Linked DNA regions of Nomascus leucogenys: region 2 is linked to region 1. A link is a contact called in public Hi-C data. All regions are on one chromosome and are shown on one strand. Each heading gives the region's core, a stretch centred on a gene start, on an enhancer-like site or on the middle of the called end of the contact. The rest is flanking DNA. Distances are from core to core; before and after follow the strand shown. Region 1 has its middle 44 kb from the start of FGD2. Region 2 has its middle 17 kb from the start of PIM1.

Region 1 (4,684 bases), core at 678-3,177:
GGAAATGTTGGCAGCTCCCCAGTTCTGCCCATGGGCTTAGATGGAGCCTGTGACTTTATCAATGGCCAGTCCTCACTAGCCTGGCCCCCGGCCCGGCCCCTGACCCGTGGTTTTGCTCGGCAGTGCAGCGGTGGCGGCTTCCGAGAAGCCCCACCAAGACTTTCCTGTCAGGGCAACGCCAAGTTCCTCTTACCGAGGAAGGGGAAGTGGCGGAGTTTCTCCTTAGGCCTTTCAGTTTCTTTCTAAGAAGGTGGGTGTTCCAACCCCAGGGCCCTCAGCAGAGCCAAGTGTTAAAGGAAGAGAGGTTGACCTTTGAGGGCTTCCTCACCCCAGTTCCAACCGAAGCTCCTTTGTTGGGGCCCACAGTGGACATTCCGAAAGAGGAAATGAGACACGTGCATTCCACAGGCCCCTTCCCATGCCCCCTCCTTTCTCCCTCCTCCAGGGACACACTCCTTGATACCCCCCCACCCCACCAACACACACACTTAGGAAGTATGGCCTGCTACCCTCGGGGGCATCCCAGGTAGAAAACTTGCTTCTTCCACCTTCAAAGCTGAACTCTTCTGAGTCCAGCTTCCTCAGGACCCTGCTGAGTGACTAAAAATCTAACCCAGGGCTGGCCGTGGTGGTTCGTGTCTATAGTCCCAGCACTTTGTGAAGCCAAGGCAGGAGGATCACTTGAGCCCAGGAGTTCAAGACCAGCCTGGACAACACAGTGAGACCTTGTCTCTTAAAAAAATTTTTTTTTTTAAATTAGCTGGGCGTGGTGGTGTGAGCCTATAGTCCCAGCTACTAGGGTGTGGTGGGAGAATTGCTAGAGCCCGGCAAGTCGACGCTGCAGTGAGCTGTGATCACACCACTGCACTCCAGCCTGGGCAACAGAGCAAGACTCTGTCTCAAACAAAACAAAACAAAAAAACAACTAACCCAAACAAAGAGCTGACAGATGACACTGGCTTAATGCAGATTCCAGTCCAGGGGGTATGCCCATATTAGAGGCCCACAGCTTTCTGAGGGGCAACAAACCATGGGCACCCAGAGAATTCCGAGCTCACCCGCTTCAGAAGACCCACTGGCTTGATGGCCAAGTGCATGTCCTGACATTCTTACAACAATAGCCACCATTGATTGCAAGTGCTTATTGTGCACCAAGTACTGGGCCAAGCATTTTACATTAATTTCCTCCTGTAATCCCCACAGTGATGCAATCATGATCCTACAGCTCGGCTCACATAGCCCATGAGCCCACTCTTCCTCGTAGGCCTCTTCTCAGAAAGGTGGGGAAGGACGAGTATCAGACCTTGACAGGAGTTGGCTGGGAAGGTCTGGTCTCCAATTTCCCACGATTGTCAAAGCCAGCTGTGCCTCTCCCAGAGGTGAAGAGCCAGCCATCTAGTAGTGGCCATCTTGGCTGCACTAATGTGGCCATGGCTGGGGCCTTCCCCGAGTCGTTGGGAACTCTTGGTGCCTTCTTTATTTTCCTCCCAGAGATGTTGTTTTAAGGTTTTTGCTCTGCTGAAGCATGTGTTATGGGGACAGCGAGGGGGTTCCCCTAAACCGTGATGCTGTTCTGTTCAAAAACATTTGCCTGGAGGTCCACAGCTGTGTGACTCATGCTGTTGGGTGGCAGGAAAACTCACAGCTGCAGCGGGGAGGGGCCTGGCCCAAACGAAATGGGATACTTACAGGGTGGCCAGGTTTAGTACATAAAAATGCCGGATGCCCAGTTACATTTGAATTTCAGATAAACAGCAACATTTAGGACACCTTCATGCTAAACAACTTATTTATTATTTATCTAAAATTCAATTGTAACTGGGCATCCTGCATTTTATCTGATAATCCTAGATACCCAGCACCTGGGACAAAGCTCCAGCCTTCCCCCTGGCTTCAGCAGGGTGTTGCCGAGAGAAGACAACAAAACCTGGGAGAAGTCCACTGACCTGGGATGAAGACAAACCTGAGGGTCTCAGTGGTCTGAGGAGGGTGGATACACTTTGCTTCCAGGGTTCCCCTTGAGCAACTGCAAAATCTCAACCTCAGCCCAGGGCAGAGTTCCACATTCAAATTCCACAAAATGCAAGGATGCACCTGAAGGTCACCCTTCATTCTCGGGGCCTCCGTTTTCTTATCTCTGTAATGGGAAGGACTTTTGGATTCTATGATGGCAAGGGACCCTCTTAGCCCTTAGCTTTTCTTGCATAGTGGAAAATCTGCTGGAAGCAAGTGAAGGTATGAGTGAGCTAGCCAAGGAGCAAGTGTAGAGAGGAGGAGGAGGCCATCTTGGCTTGGAAATGGGCCGCCCCTCTTGCCCTACAGCACTGCACAGAGACCGGGCCATTGTACCTGGATGTTGGATGGTTTGGAGGGCTCCCCTGGGTCAGGCACACCAGTGCATGCCTGGACTTCCTTAGAAGGGACCCTGGGCATGGCCCACAGCTGGGTCCATAACTGAGGTGCCCCAGCCATGAGCAGTGGCAAAGGCCCATGGCAACACCTGAGCCACAGCAGGGAGGGGACCATCATTAGCATCAAAAGTAGAGAAGTAAACTGTTAAGAGTGAAATTATTAAACGACTACAAAATGTTAACTAGACACTTGCAACTTAACTCCTATGGTTTATGTAAATTATATGTGATGCATGTGGGTGCATTTGAATATATTTGACACGCGGAAGCATGTGGCCTCAAGAATAAGAATGCCTGGGCCTCTAGTGCCCTTGGAAGACAGGCTGGGGATATGGAGACAGTGAATTTCCTGCAGGCCAGAAACAACATCCCTGGGTCTAGTAGCAGCAGGGTGGTGGTGAGGGGGTGAGCTAGAACCTCTGGGGATAGAGATGGGGTCCGGTCTGGGAGGCAGGAAGACCCCTGTGATAGGAGTGTCAGACAGACGAAAGCAGGTCCCAAAGGTCCCGGCAGAGGTGACTGATGAGACAGGACAGGGCCTCAGAGCCAGGCTGCAGTTCTGCACAGGGACCTGGGGCCCCACCAGGAGCTGAGATCCGGGCTCTCCAGGCTTGTGGGATGGTGGAATTCCTTCTGGACCTCTGCCTGCTGGGAAGGCCGGGGTGCAAACCTGCAGCCTGCAGTGGAGGTGCCTGGGGGCTGGAGGTGCCCAAAGTCCGCATAATTGCCATTAGCTCTATACCTCAGAGGCACCACCAGAAAATGTCTTTGTTTTGGACAATGGACATTTTCTCAGTCTTATATGAAGTATACATTAAAAAGTGTCTTCAGGGCCAGGCATGGTGACTCACACCTGTAATCCTAGCACTTTGGGAGGCCAAGGCGGGTGGATTGCCTGAGCTCAGGAGTTCGAGACCAGCCTGGGCAACAGGGTGAAACCTTGTCTCTACTAAAATACAAAAAATTAGCTGGGCGTGGAAGCAAAGTGAGTCCCAGCTACTCAGGAGGCTGAGGCAGGAGAATTGCTTGAACCTGGGAGATGGAGGTTGCAGTGAGCCGAGATCGCGCCACTGCACTCCACCCTGGGCAACAGAGCGAGACTCCGTCTCAAAAAAAAAATGTCTTCAGTAAACATGATGTGTTCATAACAAAGTATCATAGACTGGGTGGTTTAAACACAGAAGTTTATTTTCTCACAGTTCCGAAAACTGGAAGTCCAGGAGCACAGTGTCATCAGGGCTGGTTTCGGAAGCGTCTCTTTTTGTCTGGGAGCCGTCTTCTTTCTCTTCACGTGGTCTTTCCTCTGCACATGTCTCTCTTCATTTCCTCTTGGGATTGGATCAGGGCCCATCCTCATGACCTTATTTTACTGGAATTACCTCTTTAAAGATCCCGTCTTTAAATGCAATCACATTCTGAGGTACTTGGGGTTAGGACTTCAACATAGGAGTTTTGGGGGCATGGAATTAAACTTGTAACACTTATGATTTTTTTGTTTTGAGAAGGGGTCTTGCTCTGTTGTCCAGGCTGGAGTGCAGTGGCACCATCATAGCTCACTGCAGCCTCAAACTCCTGGGCCCAAACCATCCTCCCACCTCAGCCTCCGGAGTAGTTGAGAGTACAGGCACAAGCCACCACACCTGGCTAGCTTAAAAAGAATGTTTTAGAGAGGGGGTCTCACTGTATTGCCCAGGCTGATCTCGAATTCCTAACCTCAAGTAATCCTCCTGCCCTCAAGTGATCCTCCTGCCTCAGCCTTCCAAAGTGCTGAGACTACAGGTGTAAGCCACTGCACCCAGCTGGCCCCAGCCCACTTTTTAAGCTATGATATAAGTACAAACAGTGGGCTGGCTTTGGAAGTGCAGATTGGATACTGGTCCCAAGATCATGCTATGGAAATTCTGGCGCCTCCCATGCCTACTAGTTTTGATTAGAGGTAGTTTAGGGACACAGCCTGCACTCAGGATGTCCCCTCTGGACATGGCCACCACTGGCCAGCTGGACTGGGAGGGGGTCAGTGTTGTCACCAACATGATAGGACTTCTTAGAACAGGCCCGGCAGCTCTCTCTAACCAACGATGTATGTCTGGTAATCTTTCACTTTGAAAACTCTGTTCTCTTTAAAAACAAAGTTTCAAATTCTCTATCTAGAGCTGCTATTTATAGAATCATCTAGGAATCCTTCACCAAAAAAAAAGAGACAAATTTGTGGCATTTGTGTTTTTACAAAGTAGCACATTTATTGTTGAAAAACACAGGTGAAAAAGAAGAAA
Region 2 (4,684 bases), core at 1,196-3,695, 98 kb before region 1:
TAAATACATGGAGTTATATACAAAGGCAAAAGATATGGTCCTAATTCCTGCTTAAGGAATCATACATAGGCCAGGCATGGTGGCTCACACTTGTAATCCCAGCACTTTGGGAGGCCGAGGCAGGAGGAATGCTGAACCCAGGAGTTTGAGACCAGCCTGGACAAGAGTGAGACCCTGTATCTACCTAAAATTTGTCTGTGGAGTTGTTGTGTGGATATGTGTGTTGTTTTTTTGAGACAGTCTCACTCTGTCGCCCAGGCTGGAGTGCAGTGGCACAACCTCGGCTCATTGCAGTCTCAACCTCTCAGGCATGAGTGATCCTCTCACCTCAGCCTTCCAAGTAGCTGGGACTACAGACACATGCCACAATGACCAGCTAATTTTTGTATTTTTTGTAGAGACGGAGTTTTGCCATGTGGCCCAGGCTGGTCTCAAATTCCTGAGCTCAAGTGATCCACCAGCCTCAGCTTCCCAAAGTACTGCGATTACAGGCCTGAACCAACACATCCAGCCCCCAAAATTTTTAAAAAATTAGCAGGGCGTAGTGGCATGCGACTGTGGTCCCAGCCACTCAGGAGGCTGAAGTGGGAGGATTGCTTGAGGTTGCAGTGAGCTATGATCACACCACTGCACTCCAGCCTGGGCAACAGAATGAGAACCTGTCTCAAAAACATTTTTAAATATAACTTGAGATGGGGGTCTTGTTCTGTTGCCCAGGCTAGTCTCAAAATCCTGGCCTCAAGCAATCTTCCCACCTTGGCCTCCCGAAGTGCTAGAACTACAGGTGCAAACCACCTTGACTGCCCTAATCTCTATTTTACAGATGACCAAAACCAAATCTCAGAGACAGGAAGTAATTTGCCAAAGTTCTCATAGCATTTGCAGAACAAGGATAGTGAACTCAGACTTTATTGCTACCCTAGGCTCTTATAGAGATATAATTAGTAATGAAAGGTAGTATTTGCCAAGTGGCAAATTAATGGCATAGGCAATGCATATTTTTTGCTGTAATATGTTTACAAGTTTAAGGTCTAAATGCTAACTAGAACTTTTCCTGGGGAATTTTCAGGTGCAAAGGGACTTTCCCAGTTGTCTCCTCAACTGCTTTAGCATGAAAACAGAAAATGGTCTCGTCTCCGTGCACCTGTGCCACCTCAATCATACACATCACACGTGCTCTTGATATGTCTAGCTCAGTAGTTCTGAAAGTGTGTGGTCTTCGGACCAGCAGCACCTGGAAACTTGTCAGAAATGCAAATTATTGGGCCCACTGCCTGCCCACTGAACCAGAAACTCTGGGGGTGGAGCCCAGCGATCTGTGTTTTAATAAGCACTCCAGGCGACTCCGGTGTACCTTGGGGTTTCAGAACCCATGGTCTGTCTCATGGCTCTCCAGAGAGTTTGTGAACTCCTTGAAGGCAGAGCCTGTGTCCTTGGAGTTTTTGTTTCCCTAGCATCAAGCCTTGAACACAGTGGATATATTAATACATATTTCTAAAACTGAACCACAGGAGTGAATATGGCTCGGCAGATAACCAACATCCCATTATCCAACTCTTTTCATATGATGATTAATACTTTTAGGTTTTCTTTATGTAATGGATTGAATTGCGTCCCCCAAAATTCATGTAGAAGTCCTAACTCCCTAGTACCTCAGAATATAACTGTATTTGGAGATAGGGCCTTTAAGAAGTAATTAGGGTAAAATGAGGTCATATGTGTAGACCCTAATGCAATATGACTGGTATCCTTATAAGAAGAGGAGATGAGGCTGGGTGTGGTGGATTATGCCTGTAATCCCAGCACTTTGGGAGGCCAAGGCGGGCGGCTCACGGGAGGACAGGGGTTCAAGACCAGCCTGGCCAACATGGTAAAAGCCCATCTTTACTAAAAATACAAAAAAATTAGCTGGATGCGGTGGCGGGCGCCTATAATCCCAGCTACTTGGGAGGCTGAGGCAGGAGAATTGCTTGAACCCGGGAGGCAGAGGTTGCAGTGAGCCGAGATCACACCATTGCACTCCAGCCTGGGCGACAGAGCAAGACTCTGTCTCAAAAAAAAAAAAAAAGAAAAAAGAAAAGAAAATCCAGGGAGGACAAGGCATGAGGATTGCTTGAGGCCAGGAGGTCAAGACCATCCCGGGGAATATAGTAAGACCCTGGTCTCTACCAAAAAATAGATATTTTTTAAATTAACCAGGCATGGTGGTATGCACCTGTAGTCCCAGCTACTCAGGAGGCTGAAGAGGGAGGATTGCTTCAGCCTAGGAGTTCCAGGCTGTAGTGAGTCATGATTGTATCACCGCACTCCAGCCTGGGCTAGAGTAAGACCCTGTCTCAAACAATAACAAAGAGGAAAAAAAAAAGAAAATACAGGGAGGAGAAGACAGCCATCTGCAGTCAAATGCTCTACCCCTGAGAAGACAGCTGTCTACAAGCCCAGGAGAGAGGCTTCAAAAGAAACTGACCCTACAGACATCAGGACCTTGGACTTCTAATCTCCAGAATTGTATCAAAATTTAATTTCTGTTGTTTAAGGCATCCAGATTGTGTAGCCCTTTGTTACGACAGCTCTAGCAGACTAATACACTTTATGAAAATTTTACACCAGGCACAGTGGCTCACACCTGTAATCCCAGCACTTTGGGAGGCCAAGACAGGGAGATCACTGGAGCCCAGGAGTTCAAGGCCAGCCTGGGCAACATGGTAAAACCCTGTCTCTACAAAAAAATACAAACATTAGCCAGGCTGGTGGCACATACCTATAGTCCTAGCTACTCTGGAAGCTGAGGAGAGAGGATCACTTGAGCCCAGGAGGTGGAATTTGCAGTGAGCTGAGATTGTGCCACTGTACTCCAGCATGGACAACAGAGCAAGATTCTCTGTTTTTCACTTTTTTTTTTTTTTTTTTTTTGAGACAGATTCTCAGTCTGTCGCCCAAGCTGGGGTGCAATGGCATGCGATCACAGCTCACTGCAGCCTCCAGCTCCCCAGGCTCAAGTGATCCTCCTGCCTCAGCCTTCCGAGTAGCAGGGGCTCCAGGCATGTGCCACCATGCCTGGCTAATTTTTGTGTTTTTTGTAGAGATGGGGATTTACCATGTTTCCCAGGCTGATCTCAAACTCCTGAGTTCAAGTGATCTCCTGCCTCGGCCTCCCAAAGTGCTGGGGTTACAGGCATGAGTCACTGTGCCTGGCTAAGACTGTCAAAAAAAAAAAAGAAAGAAAGAAAGTGAGAGATGGAGAAAAAAGAAAGAAAGAGAGAGAAAGAAAGAAAGAGAAAAAAAAAGAAAGGAAAAGAAAAGAAAGGAAGGAAGGAAAGAGAAGGAAGGAAGGAAAGAGAAGGAAGGAAGAAAAGGAAGGAAGGAAGGAAGGAAGGAAAGGAAAGGAAGGAAGGAGCGAGCCAGGCGCGGTGGCTCACACCTGTAATCCCAGCACTTTCGGAGGCTAAGGCAGATGGATCATGAGGCCAGGAGTTCGAGACCAGCCTGGTCAACATGGTGAAACCCCATCTCTACTAAAAATAAAAAAAATTAGCTGGATGTGGTGGCGGGCACCTGTAATCCCAGCTACTTGGGAAGCTGAAGCAGGAGAATCACTTGAACCTGGGAGGCGGAGGTTGGAGTGAGCCGAGATCACGCCATTGCACTCCAGCCTGGGCAACAAGAGCAAAACTCCATCTCAAGAAAAAAAGATTTTACAAAAAAACTGACTCTGAAATCCAAGAACTCCCATCCAAGCCCAGCCTATGACAAGAAAATCTTATTTTTGGGTGAGTCTTAATAGTCTTTAGATATTAGCTATTAAAGTGTTCAAGAAATTACTCTCTTTTGTTTTTTTTGAGACAGAGTTTCGCTCTTGTTGCCCAGGCTGGAGTGCAATGGTGCAATTTTAGTTCACTACAACCTCCGCCTCCCGGGTTCAAGTGATTCTCCTGCCTCAGCCTCCCGAGTAGCTGGGATCACAGGCGCCTGCCACGACGCCCAGCTCATTTTTTGTATTTTTAGTAGAGACAGGGTTTCATCATGTTGGCCGGGCTGATCTCAAACTTTTGACCTTGGGTGATCCACTCGCCTCGGCCTCCCAAAGTGCTGGGATTACAGGCATGTGCCACTGCACTGGGCCAGAAATTACTCTTTCATGCTCAACATGAGTACAGGTTTTGGAGTCAGACAGAGGTAGGTTTCAATCCTGACTTGGCCACTTAGGAGTTGTGTAATTTTAAATTCTAAAGACTCAGTTTCCCCATCTGTAATTTGAGGCTAATAATAGCTCTCTCCTAGATATAGCTCAATAATTGGCAATTATGGCAATTATATCATAGGCACTCAGTATGGGGTGATTTAAAAACGATAATTAAATTATTTATATTGGTCCTCTCTGGGAGATGGGATTACTGTGAAATTTTACTGTAATATTTGAATCGATTCAACACACATATAGTACTATGGTGACTTTTTAAAAGACCATACAAAATGGCAATATTTTTCAAGGCAAAAAAAATTGAAGACTCAAGGATAATATAAATCAGAATAAGAATGTCAGAGGCTGGCCAGGCGTGGTGGCTCATGCCTGTAATCCCTGCACTTTGGGAGGCTGAGGCAGGTGAATCACCTGAGGTCAGGAGTTCAAGACCAGCCTGGGCAACACAGTGAAACCCCGTCTCTACTAAAAATACAAAAAATT

What was found. Hi-C and Micro-C count contacts between places; a contact is called where the count stands out from the background.
Region 2: a contact with region 1 is called in a Hi-C map of a lymphoblastoid cell line, with 3 times the contacts expected there. The contact joins two enhancer-like sites. A contact is called at or near these places in 2 of 4 Hi-C or Micro-C datasets (a lymphoblastoid cell line and an unstated tissue).

Annotation. Positions count from the first base shown.
Region 1 is chr17:692,059-696,742 of Asia_NLE_v1, reverse strand. No RefSeq gene overlaps it. Among named protein-coding and RNA genes, the nearest start is that of FGD2, 44 kb to the right of the region's middle. Within about 2 kb of position 1,927, the one cell type or tissue checked has an H3K27ac peak away from gene starts, as active enhancers do. A contact at or near this core is called in a lymphoblastoid cell line, where this site is marked.
Region 2 is chr17:790,857-795,540 of Asia_NLE_v1, reverse strand. No RefSeq gene overlaps it. Among named protein-coding and RNA genes, the nearest start is that of PIM1, 17 kb to the left of the region's middle. Within about 2 kb of position 2,445, the one cell type or tissue checked has an H3K27ac peak away from gene starts, as active enhancers do. A contact at or near this core is called in a lymphoblastoid cell line, where this site is marked.